Regions from separate parts of the Mus musculus genome. Here regions 2, 3 and 4 are each linked to region 1. Evidence: chromatin contacts called from public promoter capture Hi-C data. All regions are on one chromosome and are shown on one strand. Each heading gives the region's core, a stretch centred on a gene start, on an enhancer-like site or on the middle of the called end of the contact. The rest is flanking DNA. Distances are from core to core; before and after follow the strand shown.

What was found. Promoter capture Hi-C pulls out the DNA fragments that hold promoters and counts their contacts.
Region 2: a promoter capture Hi-C map of liver shows a contact between it and region 1, with 3 times the contacts expected there. The contact joins the enhancer-like site here to the promoter of Ugt2b34 in region 1. A contact is called at or near these places in 4 of 39 promoter capture datasets (embryonic stem cells, frontonasal cranial neural crest, hippocampal neurons and 1 more) and 1 of 115 datasets of contacts at active chromatin or transcription factors (pancreatic cancer cells).
Region 3: a promoter capture Hi-C map of liver shows a contact between it and region 1, with 3 times the contacts expected there. The contact joins the enhancer-like site here to the promoter of Ugt2b34 in region 1. A contact is called at or near these places in 9 of 39 promoter capture datasets (the HPC-7 cell line, cranial neural crest, embryonic stem cells and 5 more), 1 of 484 Hi-C or Micro-C datasets (liver) and 1 of 115 datasets of contacts at active chromatin or transcription factors (pancreatic cancer cells).
Region 4: a contact with region 1 is called in a promoter capture Hi-C map of liver, with 5 times the contacts expected there. The contact joins the promoter of Ugt2b37 here to the promoter of Ugt2b34 in region 1. A contact is called at or near these places in 3 of 39 promoter capture datasets (3T3-L1-derived adipocytes and liver) and 1 of 9 other capture datasets (pancreatic islet).

What each region holds. Positions count from the first base shown.
Region 1 is chr5:86,905,255-86,908,515 of GRCm38.p6, forward strand. Ugt2b34 (UDP glucuronosyltransferase 2 family, polypeptide B34) reads right to left here and starts at 1,683. Exons shown (of 6, transcript NM_153598.2): 1 at 937-1,683. The coding sequence starts at 1,666.
Region 2 is chr5:87,395,654-87,398,914 of GRCm38.p6, forward strand. No RefSeq gene overlaps it. Among named protein-coding and RNA genes, the nearest start is that of Ugt2b38, 27 kb to the right of the region's middle. Within about 2 kb of position 1,543, at least 5 of the 459 cell types and tissues checked have an H3K27ac peak or open chromatin away from gene starts, as enhancers often do. A contact at or near this core is called in liver, where this site is marked.
Region 3 is chr5:87,378,499-87,381,759 of GRCm38.p6, forward strand. It overlaps the pseudogene Gm21049. Among named protein-coding and RNA genes, the nearest start is that of Ugt2a3, 43 kb to the left of the region's middle. Within about 2 kb of position 1,518, at least 11 of the 459 cell types and tissues checked have an H3K27ac peak or open chromatin away from gene starts, as enhancers often do. A contact at or near this core is called in liver, where this site is marked.
Region 4 is chr5:87,253,066-87,256,326 of GRCm38.p6, forward strand. Ugt2b37 (UDP glucuronosyltransferase 2 family, polypeptide B37) reads right to left here and starts at 1,723. Exons shown (of 6, transcript NM_053215.3): 1 at 982-1,723. The coding sequence starts at 1,705.

The sequences.
Region 1 (3,261 bases), core at 433-2,932:
TGTTCAGTAAAACACTAAGTAATACCCAATATGTCTACATTTCAAGATTCTATGTTTGAAACACAATTTCAACTGACTCCAATAAATCAATTAGATTCCCCCATGTTTTGCATTCACATATTTCCTCTGTATAGAGCAGAGATAGAATATTCACAGCTGTGCAGAAGTTTAGTAGGTTAAAGGGGAAGATCTTTTAAATCATAAATAAAAAAATAATTTATATAAAAAGTCCTCCTTTGATTGTAAATAGAAAGATGATAGATAGATATTTACCTATGCTAGAAGTATGTATAATCCTCAGTGTATTTTATAAGTCATGAAGACTTTGCCTTTGTTTAAAGCATATGTTTTAGAGGCTGGTGTAACACATTAGAAGGTAAAGGTATTCCATGCAAGCTAAAGACTTGAGTTCAATCTCTATACAAGCGTAAACACCTAAATTGATCCCAAGAACATACATAGAGGTAGAAATAAGAACTCTTCAAAGTTTAATCTGGCCTCTACATAAGCAACCCAGAGCACAATCCCCCTTTCCCATGACACAAGTGTGCATGTTCATACACATGATAATAATAGCAATGAATATAATAAAGTGGCAAAGATATTAATGACAATGAAGGCACCAGTCAGGTAAAAGTGTTGCTTTAAAACACGAGGAAAAATGTCTTGGGCCTATGTAATTTCTTAGAGAAATAATCATAGTTTTGTTATGTGAGTGTGTGCTGACAATTCATAGACAAGGTTTTGCAACTGACACTGGAATACAAAGTTCTTTACAATGCTTGAATTTGACAGCTAATTTTCTAGTTTTCCCATCATTTTATTTAGGAGAGACAAATCATTCCCCTGTCAGACCTGTTCTTAGACATTCACATTCAATGACACAGCAAATTGAGAATCCAGCAATCCCACCAGGGCACTGAACAGGGCACTTACCTAATACTTCAGTATAAAGCTGATTCCAGTTCTTCTCATTAAATGTTTGGAACCAAAAGTCAAAACACAGCATATAGATGACATTTCTCACCCTCTCCATGAAAGTCATCCTGTCACTCAATTCTGACATAACAACAGGCACATAGGAAGGAGGCAGTGGGAGTCCCCCACTGTACTTCTCATAAGTGGAGCCAGGAAAGAAGCGGAGACTGTACACAAGGGGGATCTTGAGAACCTCAGCCAGCAGATCACCGCAGGGTATGAAGGGATCTGCCAGGATCACATCAAACCTTGATTTTTGTAGCTTTGTCATGAGTTCTTTGTTAAAAACTACATCTTTACAGAGACTTTCAAAATATTTTGAATCTACCCAAACCATTTCTTGCAACATTAAGAAGTATCCCCAAAATGACTGCTTTGGCAGCTCATAAATATATTTCTTGAGTGATTCCCAGAAAATTTCCTCTAACTCAGATAAGGAGTATGATGTAGGATAAGTCTCGAATTCAATAGCAGATGTGTTGTCAACCTCATAAGATAAGGATGCTGAAGGTCTCAGAACCATCACTTCATGACCCTTCTTCAGAAGCTCGTCTAGGATTGTCTTCAAGTTGAGCCAATGGCTGAACTCCATTGGCCACACCAGCACCTTCCCACCAGTCCCAGATCCAAAGAAGCCACTCAGCTGGAGCAGGAGCAGGAGCAGGGCTGCTGTCATTTTCACAGGCATCTTGGTTAACTTCAGGCCTGCCTTCCAAAGGATGATTGCTCAGCTCTTACAGATATAGAAAGAGCAGTAATCAGTCAGTTAAAGTGTAACTTGTACACACCAAAGCAAATAGAAATGGGAGTCACAGCCTCTGGAGGGCAAATGCCAAAACCTGGATGCAGATGTGAAAGTGGGAAATGACTCTGGATTCTCAGTGATCTTGAATGTATACTGTATTTGGAGAACAGTGAAAAGTAAGATCTCTCTTTCTCCCTTCCTTTCACTCTCTCTTTCTCCTAATGGAGCTTCTTTGATAAAGAATCTGAAGTAAAGGCAAACTGTCCAGTCACATTTTTATAAATACCATAGGTCAGTGTTTTGTCATATGAATATTGGCAACACTGACCAGTTACCATACTACTTAGTGATTTTAAGTATATGGCTCAGAGGTCTATAGTGTAATCTCAGAATTAAACACACTGCACTTACGTTTAGAGCATATTATAATCTAGATGGAAGCCCCATTCTTTTAGTCTTCCCATTAGCTCCATCTCTACCCCATCAAGAACCTGCTTACTTGTAACTAGTCAGCCTAGCAAAAGTGAAGAGATAAGGAGACATTTGTGTTTTCCTCTTTGACTCTCAGACTATTGAAAGACTTTCCCCAGTAACTTTCTGCTAGGAGAAGAAATGTTTGATCTCTGGGGACACCCAGAGGAGGAATTTGTATCCAGGAGGGCAATTTACAAGTTAGGGCAGGCTAACATTTCTGGTGACTAGGAGCTAAGTTAATGGTGGGCAAGGTCCCATGCCATTCCTGGAAAGCTTAGCTATGCAGATGCCTTGTAAGAATCCCAAAGATGGAATTAAGGGTGACTGGCTCCTTTTGTCTCTCTTCCTAAAGTGATCACACTGAATATATTCTGCATTTCACTATTAATTTGGCTCTTTTATGGATTTATTGAGCTAGGTTTGTTTGTAAGTGACAGCTTACACTCCCCTATATTGTTTTTCCTGCAGTGACCATGCCTTAGTCATCTTTATATAGAACAAAGTAATACTTAGTAAATGGTTTTTGAATGAATCCAAAAATCTAGTTCTCTAATTCTGCTTACAAGTAGCATAAAATTCTAAATGTAAAAACGGGACTGTCCTCTGATATCATAGCTATTTTAGACAGAACTTGATAGTTCCATACTAGAAATGGGAAGAGTGTCTCAAGGCATAGTGTGATTTTTAAATATTGAGGACAGTGGTTATTTTAAAATTTCTTTTTAATTAAGAAAACCCAGGATTTTCTTTTCCATGTTTTGAACCTGATGGCTGTATAACATTAAAAAACAGTTCAATGTTAACTAAGTTATATAAAAACAATTTTCTTTGACAGAGAAGCTTCAGTATTTAAATGAACAATAATAAATAACCAAATAACATAGATCAGCTTATTCAGCTGCTTCAATGTATATTTTACATTCAACCTCTCAACACTAGGTCTATGAAGTATAATCTTCTTTAAAAGGACTATAACATTCACTAGAAAAATGTGTGATTCTTATTGTCCAAATGGTCACTGGGTAGATTCTGAAGTACTTGGCTCTTAGGAATTATCCCTTCTT
Region 2 (3,261 bases), core at 293-2,792, 490 kb after region 1:
CCAGCACTTGGGAGGCAGAGGCAGGCAGATTTCTGAGTTCAAGGCCAGTCAGATCTACAGAGTGAGTTCCAGGACAGCCAGGGCTATACAGAGAAATCCTGTCTCAAAAAAACAAACAAACAAACAAAAAAATTATTCCACAAAATAGAATCAAAAGTTACTCTACCCAACTCATTCTGTGAAGCCACAATTATTCTGACATCTAAACGACACAAACACTCAACAAAGAAAGAGAACTTCAGACCAATTTCCCTTATAAATATCAATGTAAAAATACTCAATAAAATTCTCACAAACCAAATCCAAGAATACATCAAAAAGATCATCCATCATGATCAAGTAGGCGTCATCCGAGGGATGCAGCTATGGTTCAATATATGAAAATGCATCAATGTAATCCACTATATAAACAAATTCAAAGAAAAGAAACAAACTAGCATTTCATTAGATGATGAGAAAGCATTTGACAAAACTAAACACCCATTCATGATAAAAAATCTTGAAAAGATCAGGAATTCAAGGCCCATACATAAACATAGTAAAAGCAATATACAGCAAACCAGAAGTCAACATCAAACTAAATGGAGAGAAACTTGAAGCAATCCCACTAAATCAGGGACTAGACAAGGCTGCATACTCTTTTCCTACCTGTTCAATATAGTACTCAAAACCCTAGGCAGAGCAATTAGACAACAAAAGGAGATCAAAGGGATATAAAATGGAAAGAAAGAAGGCAAAATACCTCTATTTGCAGATAATATGATAGTATACTTAAGTGACCTCAAAAATTCCACCAGAGAACTCAACCTGATAAATAGCTTCAGGAAAGTAGCTGGATATAAAATTAACTCAAACAAAGAAGTGTCCTTTCCCTAGTCAAAGGATAAACTGAGTAAGAATGAAATTAGGAAAAAAAACACCCTTCACAATAGTCACAAATAATATAAAATACCTTGGTGTGACTCTAACTAAGCAAGTAAATGATCTATATGACAAGAACTTCAAGACTCTGAAGAAAGAAATCGAAGAAGGTATCAGAAGATGGAAAGATCTCAGATGCTCATGGATTGGCAGGATTAATATAGTAAAAATGTCTATCTTGTGGAAATCAATCTACAGATTCAGTGCACCCCTATCAAAATTACAACTCAATTCTTCATGGAGTCAGAAAGAGCAATTTGCAAATTCATCTGGTATAACAAAAATCCTAGTATATAGAAAACTATTCTCAACAATAAGAGAACTTCTGGTGGATTCACCATCCCTGATCTCAAACTGTAATACAGAGCAATTGCAATAAAACTGCATGGTATTGGTACAGTAGCAGGCGGGTAGATCAGTGCAATAGCATTGAAGACCCAGAAATGAACACACAGATCTATGGTCATCTGATCTTTGAAAAAGGAGTAAAACCATCCAGTGGAAAAAAGACAGCTTTTTCAACAAATGGTGCCGGTTCAACTGCCGGTTAGCATGTGAAAGAACACAAATTGATATACTCTTATCTCCTTGTACAAAGTTCAAGTCTAAGTTAATCAGTGACCTCCTTGTAAAACCACATACACTGAAACTAATAGAAGAGAAAGTGGGAAAAAACATTGAAGACCTAGGCGCAGGGAAAAATTTCCTGATCAGAAAATCAATAGCTTATGCTCTAAGATCAATAATTGACAAATGGGACCTCATAAAAATGCAAAGCTTCTGTAAGGCAAAGGACACTGTCAATAGGGCAAAATGGCAACCAAGAGATTGAGAAAAGATGTTTACCAACCCTACATCTGATAGAAGGCTAATATCCAATATATACAAAGAACTCAAGAAGTGAGACTCCAGAGAACCAAATAACCCTATCAAAAATTGGGTACAGAGCTAAACAAAGAATTTTCCACTGAGGAATACTGAATGGCTGAAAAGCACCTAAAGAAATGTCCAACATCCTTAGTCATCAGGGAAATGCAAACCGGAACAACCCTGAGATTCCACCTCATAGCAGTCAGAATGTCTAAGATCAAAAACTCAGGTGCAGTCAGATGCTGGTGAGGATGTGGAGAAAGAGGAACACTCCTCTATTGTTGGTGGAATTGCAAGCTAGTTCAACCACTCTGGAAATCAGTTTGGTGGTTACTCAGAAAATTGAACATAGTGCTAACTGACGACCCAGCAATACCTCTCCTGGGCATTTCCCCAGAAAATGCTCCAACATGTAATAATGGAACATGCTCCACTATGATGATAGCATCCTCACTTATAATAGCCAGAAGCTGGAAAGATTCCAGTTGTCCCTCAACAAAGGAATGGATATAGATAGTGTGCTTCCTTTACACAATGGAGTACTACTCAGATATTAAAAACAATGAATTTATGAAATTCTTAGGCACATGGATAGAAATATAAAATATCATTCTGAGTGAGGTAACCCAATCACAAAAGAATTCACTTCATATGTACTCACTGGTAAGTGGATATTAGACCAGAAACTTAGAATACCCAAGATACAATTTGCAAAACACAAGAAAATCAAGAAGGAAGTCCAATGCATGGATACTTCATTCCTACTTAGATAAGCGAACAAAATACCCATGGAAGGAGTTACAGAGACAAAGTTTGGAACTGACATGAAAGGATGGATCATCCAGAGACTGCCCCACCCGGGGATCCATCCCATAATCAGCCACCAAATGCAGACTCTATTGCATATGCCAGCAAAATTTAGCTGAAAGGACCCTGATATAATTGTCTCTTGTGAGGCTATGACAGTGCCTGGCAAATTCAGAAGTGGATGCTCATTGTCATCTATTGGATGGAACACCTCCCCAATTGTGGAGCTAGAGAAAAACCCAAGGATCTAAAGGGGTCTGCAAACCTATAGGAGGAGAAACAATATGAATTAACCAGTACCCCCCAGAGCTCGTGTCTCTAGCTGCATATGTAGCAGAAGATGGCCTAGTTGGCCATCATTGGGAAGAGAGGCCCCTTGGTCTTGCAAACTTTATATGCCCCAGTAGAGGGGAACACCAGGGCCAAGAAGTGGGTGTGGGTGGGTAGGGGAGCAGGGCAGGGGGGGGGGTATATGGAACTTTCAGGATAGCATTTGAAATGTAAATGAAGAAAATATCTAATTAAAAAATTGAAAAAAAAAGCTCATCTCAAAAAAAAAATCTTTGTTTAACCCTCAGAGTATACTTTATTTGATTATCTGAATAAAGTTGGGTATTGCTTTTGGCGTTCATCTTCCACTTCCTCTGGAGTGGTGGCAGGGTA
Region 3 (3,261 bases), core at 268-2,767, 470 kb after region 1:
AGAATCTTTCAAGAGTAGCAGAAATCTATAAGAAATTAAAAGAAAACATTATATGATTTATCTTTTCATTTATGTGTGTGTGTATCTGCATGAGTGTATGCTAAATTTATCCCAGTGACTATGGATACAATAAAAGTGTCACAGGTCTGCTGAAAGTGAAGTTACAGGAAATTTTGAAACACTGGACACAAGTGGGTGTTAGGAATAGACAACAGGTACTAAAAATGTGGAAAGAACATTCTTAAACTTTTGGTCATATTCTCACAACCCACACCACTTAATTTTCAAAACTGATACTGGCCTAGGTAAAAGAAATTAATTTCTTCAATATTACACACACACACACACACACACACACACACACACACACACACACATCATTCTTGAATCTACACGGATCAAAATTTGAGTACCTGGCTAGGGTCTTGTTAAAATAGAGAAACCTTTTGTATTAAATGAGATAAAAAAATATTTAGGGACTAAATGCTTCTCTTTGTCACCATATAGCTAACTAGAATGTCTTATATCAGGACTACTACCGTCTTCTATTTGATCAATAATATGAGCTTTTACAGAGAGTTTGTTAGCTAATATAATTACATTTGACCACCTGTAAAAGACTCCACTTTGTACTTAACAGAAATGCATCTTAATATACATGTGAAACATGTTAAGCCTGTGAAGAGAAGCATAACTTACCTAAAGTTTCGCTGTAAAACTGACCCCATTTCTTCTCCCTAAATGTCTGGAAACAAAAGTCAAAATAAAGCATACATATCATATTTTTATCCCTCTCTTTGAATGTCATTTGGCCACCTCATCCTGACAAAATTACAGGTACATAAGAGGCAGGGAGAGGAAGTCCTCCACTGTATTTTTCAAGTTGTTAGCCAGGGAAAAGCCAAGACTATATAGAAAAGGAATTTGGTGCAGTTCAGCTATGAGCTCCCCACAGGGACCAACAGCATCTGACAAAGTAACATCAAACTTGGATTCTTGGAGTTTTGCCATGAGCTGTTTGTTTGAAACTGTGTTTTTACAAAGAATTAGAGATTAATCAGAATATTCATCAATTATATTTTGTAGTAAAGGGGAATATGATAAACATGTATCTCTTGGAAACTCATAAGTCCATATATCCACAACACTAGCAAAAATAATTTCCATGTCATCATTCCTGAAGGATGTAGAAAAAGTTTCAAACTTAAGGCCAGGCAATACTGTGGGATCAAGAAAAATGGAAATTGAAGGTCTCAGAATAGTGACTTCATGGCCCTTCTGTACAAGTTCATCCAGTATTATCTTTATATTCATCCAGTGACTGTAGTCCACCAGCCACAACAACACCCTCCCATACTTTGCAGATCTGAAGCAGCAACTTATCTGCAGCAGCAGCAGAACAGAAATCCACTTCCAAAGCATCCTGAAAATTAAAGTCCTTCTGTTCAGAGTGTAATCCCTTTTGTCACTGCTTGACCTTTTATCCAAGAAGCATTAGCCAAGAAGTTAAAATATAACTGGCACTGCTCAAAGCTGATAAGGAAATGAACATTACTGTGTTGATAGAAAAACATGAGTTTATCTGCCCCTCTAGATACCCCAGAGTCTGAAGGTCTCCCAGGAGATCTCCTGTACTCAGGGCAAAAGGTAAGGGACCCTCCCAAATAATTGTAGCAGCTGGGAACCCTGATGATCCCAGCAGACTCAGAACACATCCCCTCCACTCGAACTCCACCTGCCCCCTAGCCTGAGCATTCCACGATGACAGGTCATCAGCTTGTCTGCTACTGTGAAGACCCCACAGTCTGAAGGCCTCCAAAAAGATCTGCTGCACCCAGGACAACAAATCATCAGCTTGTGTGCTCCCAGAAGGCCCCACAGTCTGAAGACCTCCAAGGTTATCTGTTACAGTCAGAGCCACTGGTCTCCCACGAGATGGAAAGCAACCCATTGACAGATGAGTCAGACTCCATACTGAGAAACCTAGACCAGTTAGCACCAGAGATAAGCAGATGGTGACATGCAAGCACAAGACCATAAGCAATAAAGCCAATATACTTTGGCAGCATGAGAACCCAGTTCTGCCACCACAGTAAGCCCTGGATATCACAACACACCTGAAAACCAGGATGCTGACCTAAAATTCTATTTCATGAACATAATTGAGTCCTTCAAGGAGGATATAAACCTCCCCCCACCCAAAAAAAAAATACAGGAAAACACAGGTAAATAGGTAGAAGCCTTAAAAAGGAAACAAATAAATCCCACAATAATGGTGATACCTAAACCACACAAAGACACAACAAAGAGTGAAAACTCCCAACTAATTTACGTTTGTGAATATCAATGCAAAAATACTTAGGAAAATTCTAGCAAACTGAACCAAAGAATGTATCAAAACCATCATCCACCATGATCAAGTAGGCTTCATCTCAGACATGCAAGGTTGGTTCAATATATGAAAATATATTAATGTAACCCACTATATAAGTAAACTCAAAGAAAAAAATCACATGATCATCTCATTAGATGCTAAAAAAGGCTTTGACAAAATACAACTCCCCATCATGTTAAAGTATTGGAGAGATACTTAAGGTCCATTCCTAAATATAATAAAAGTAATATACAGCAAACAAACAGCCAATATCAAATTAAAAATGGAGAGATACTTAAGGCAATCTCACTATAATCATGAACAAGACAAGGCTCTCCCTAGCCCTAGCTCAGAGATCTAGGAGGTACAATTTGGAAAAAAAGAAGTTAAGGTATCATTATTTCTGGATGATATGATAGTATGCTTAAGTGACTCCAAAAATTCTTCCAGGAAAACTCTACATCTGAAAACTTAAACAAAGTGGCTGGATATAAAATTACAAATCAGTATCCTTTCATTTATACAAATGATAAATGGAGTGGAGAAAGAAAATAAATGACACACTTCACAATAGTCACAAATATAAAATATCTTGGGGTAATTCTAACCAAATAACTGAGAGATATGTATAGCCAGAAATTCAAGTCTCTCAAGAAAGAAATCAAAGACCTCAGAAAATGTAAGTATCTCCCATGCTCATGGATTGGTAGGATTAACATAGTTAAAAAGGCTACCCTACCAAAAGCAATCTACAGATTCAATGCAAACTCCATCAAAATTCCAATAAATTCTTCAAAGACAAGGATAGAGCAATTCTGAATTTCATATGGGAAACAAAGCCCAGGATAGGAAAAAAAAAAAAAAAACAACAACCATGTTTAACAATA
Region 4 (3,261 bases), core at 473-2,972, 350 kb after region 1:
TTAGGAAAGGACCCAATAAGGAAATGTGGGGACTGGTAGAAATATCTGTTCCACTTTTTTTTTGGGGGGGGGGGTTCGAGACAGGGTTTCTCTGTGTTTCCCTGGCTATCCTGGAACTCACTCTGTAGACTAGGCTGGCCTCTAATTCAGAAATTCGCCTGCCTCTGCCTCCAAGAGATTAAAGGCGTGGGCCACCGCGCCTGGCTCTGTTCCACTTTTAAACTTCAGAAATAATGTAATAGTTTTCAAGATGTGGGGGATTTTATAGTTATATACAAAGAAAATATTTTATGTTTTATCTTTTCATTTATAGGTATGTGTGTCTTCATGAGTATATGTTAAGTTTATGCCAGTGCCTGTGGATATGATAAAGGACAGCAGTTCTCTTGAAGGTGAAGTTACAGGCAATTTTGAGCCATTGTATATGAGTGGTCCCAGGAAAAGAGCTCTGGCACAGAGCTCTGTACAGAAACAATCTTAAATCTTTGGCCATGTTTTCTGACCCTACATTTTCATTTTAAATAAATACACTGGCCTAGGCAAGAGGAAATAACTTATTCAATGTGTGTATGTATATATATATATATATATATGTATATATATATATATATATATATAACAAAATATGCCATTCTTGAATCTCCATTAATCAAGATTAATTGGTAACTGCTTAGTGACTTATTAAAATAGAAGAAAACATTTCAGTATATGGGTAAAGAATCATTTAGGGACCATCTAATTTCATCTCTATGTAATTGTATAGCTAACCGAAATGTCTTCTATCAGTACTGATACCGATACCTTCTCCTATTTGATCAAATATATGAGCATTTACAAGAGCTTGTGACTTTGATAGTTTATATCATTATACATTTGATCACTTATAAAGGACTCTTACACTTTCTATTTCATGGACATAAAGATTTACACACTTGTGAAACTTAGGTATTCAAGCAACTTAGAAAAAAAAATGTAACTTACCCAAATATTCAGTGTAAAATGAATCCCATTTCTTATCATTAGGCATCTGGAACCAAAAGTCAAAATAAAGCATGCATATCATATTTTTTACTCTCTCTATGAATGTCATTTGTCCACCTAATCCTGACAGAATAACAGGCACATAAGAGGGAGGTAGTAGAAATCTTCCACTGGATTTTTCAATTCTGTAACCTGCAGTGAAGCGAAGACTGTACAGAAAAGGTATGTGGAGCAATTCAGCGATTAGCTCCCCACCAAAAGCAACAGGATCTGACAAAAGGACATCAAACTTTGATTCCTGTAGCTTTGTCATGAGCTGTCTGTTTGAAACGACATCTTTACAAAGACTTAGATAATAACCAGATAATTCATCAAACATATTTTGCATTAAAGGAGAATATGACAAACATGTATCTCTTGACAACTCATAAGTCCACACATTCAAAAGCTGTATGAAAAAATTTTCCAGATCATCTTTAGTGACAGATGTAGGAAAAGTTTCAAACTTAAGGCCAGGTGATTTTTTGGGATCAAGAACATAGTAAGCTGAAGGTCTCAGAACAGTGACTTCATGGCCCCTCTGTACCAGTTCATCCAGTATTATTTTTATGTTCATCCAATGACTGAATTCCATCGGCCACACCAACACTTTCCCACATTTCACAGATCTGAAGCAGCAACTTATCTGCAGCAGCAACAGAGCAGAAATCCACTTTCCAGGCATCCTGAAAATCAAAATCCTTCTCTTCACAGTTCATTTGCTTCTGTCACTGCTTGACCTTTTATCCAAGAAGCTTCAGCCCAGAGGTTAAACTATAACTTGCATTTCCCAGAGCTGATAATTAAAAGACCAGAACTAAGGTTTTGGGAAAAGAATCGAAGAATGATTTCAATTATTCCCTGTTTACATGAGAGTGAGTCACGTCTCTTATGATGGCATGTTTTCAAATAGCCAAGAAATAATGATGTCATGTTCAATTATTAATGGGATATTAGAATATTCTAAGATGTCTCACAAAACTAGTGACATCATAATATGGCTGATCTCTGAATTCTCCTCTATATGGCCTTGAAAGCTTATTAATTTACATAGTTGAATGTCATGATGACTCTTCCCTTTCCTTTAATGTGACCAATTATTCTGACTAAATCATGGACTGTTCTAATAATCAATCCAATATTAGAAATAACAGACTTCATTTAAAAGGCTGGTTCTAGACAGTTTTAGAGACATATTTGAAAGTTAGCTACAGTTTTCTATGATGATATGTTAACAATAGATGGGGACAGGTTATAGCAAATATTAAGGTTAGGTTAGCTACTAAAGGTCGTGCTTCATTTCAATATATATGTGTCATGCCATTAACTTATAATGCAACCATTAATTGGGGAAAGACTAAGGCTCATTTGCAGGGAGTGTGGAAAAATACAGATATTTCACATATTATACAGCAATTAAAGATAGAAATTTCAGATATTAACAGAAGTCCTTTGGATAAATAGAACATTGAGAAATTAGCCAGAGATTTAAAAAATAATCTATTTGTATTAAATCCCTTAGATTGGGTTAAGTATATAATCTTGCATGCTATTATAATTGACATTATTTTATTAGTAATCATTGTGTTTCCACTTATCTTTAGAGTTCTTCTGAGATTGAGGTGGGACATTCTGAAACTTCATCTAAAAGATATAAAGTGGGAAATGCTATACACACACCAGTGAAGACTGCATGGCAGCCCCAAAAACTTCGATGAGTCCCAAGGCAGAAAAGTTTTATGGAAACTTAGGGCCCTGGAGCCTTGGCATCCTGTAACACAAATGTTCCAACTTGTCCCTGCATTAGTTGGTGAATGGATCTGTGTACTTTCTTTCAGTATTGTTTTATTATAGGTACCTCTGAGAAATAATGTGTCAAATACCTAAGCTAGACTGAACTTTGCTTCCTGGCCTTCACCAATGTCCTCGGAGTCCTGGAGTCAACCCTGGGCTTGGAATTTCGTAAGAGTGTTCCTCATTCAGATGAAATGTCCCAGTGTTGACAGTTAGTAAACAGGCATCTCACAGTTTTTCAAATAGGAGTTAGTAATCTCAGGGCAAGTTGAAAATAGTAAACTTAGAATCCTCCCTACAGTCAGGTATGGTAGACTACATTGCATATTAAACTGACGTTGGTGAGTTCTTCTGACAAAAGGATATTCCATACAGACCCTTACTCCCATATGCAAGAATTTACAATAACCTAGGAAGAAGGAGGGTTGTGGTTTAAGGAGGAACTAC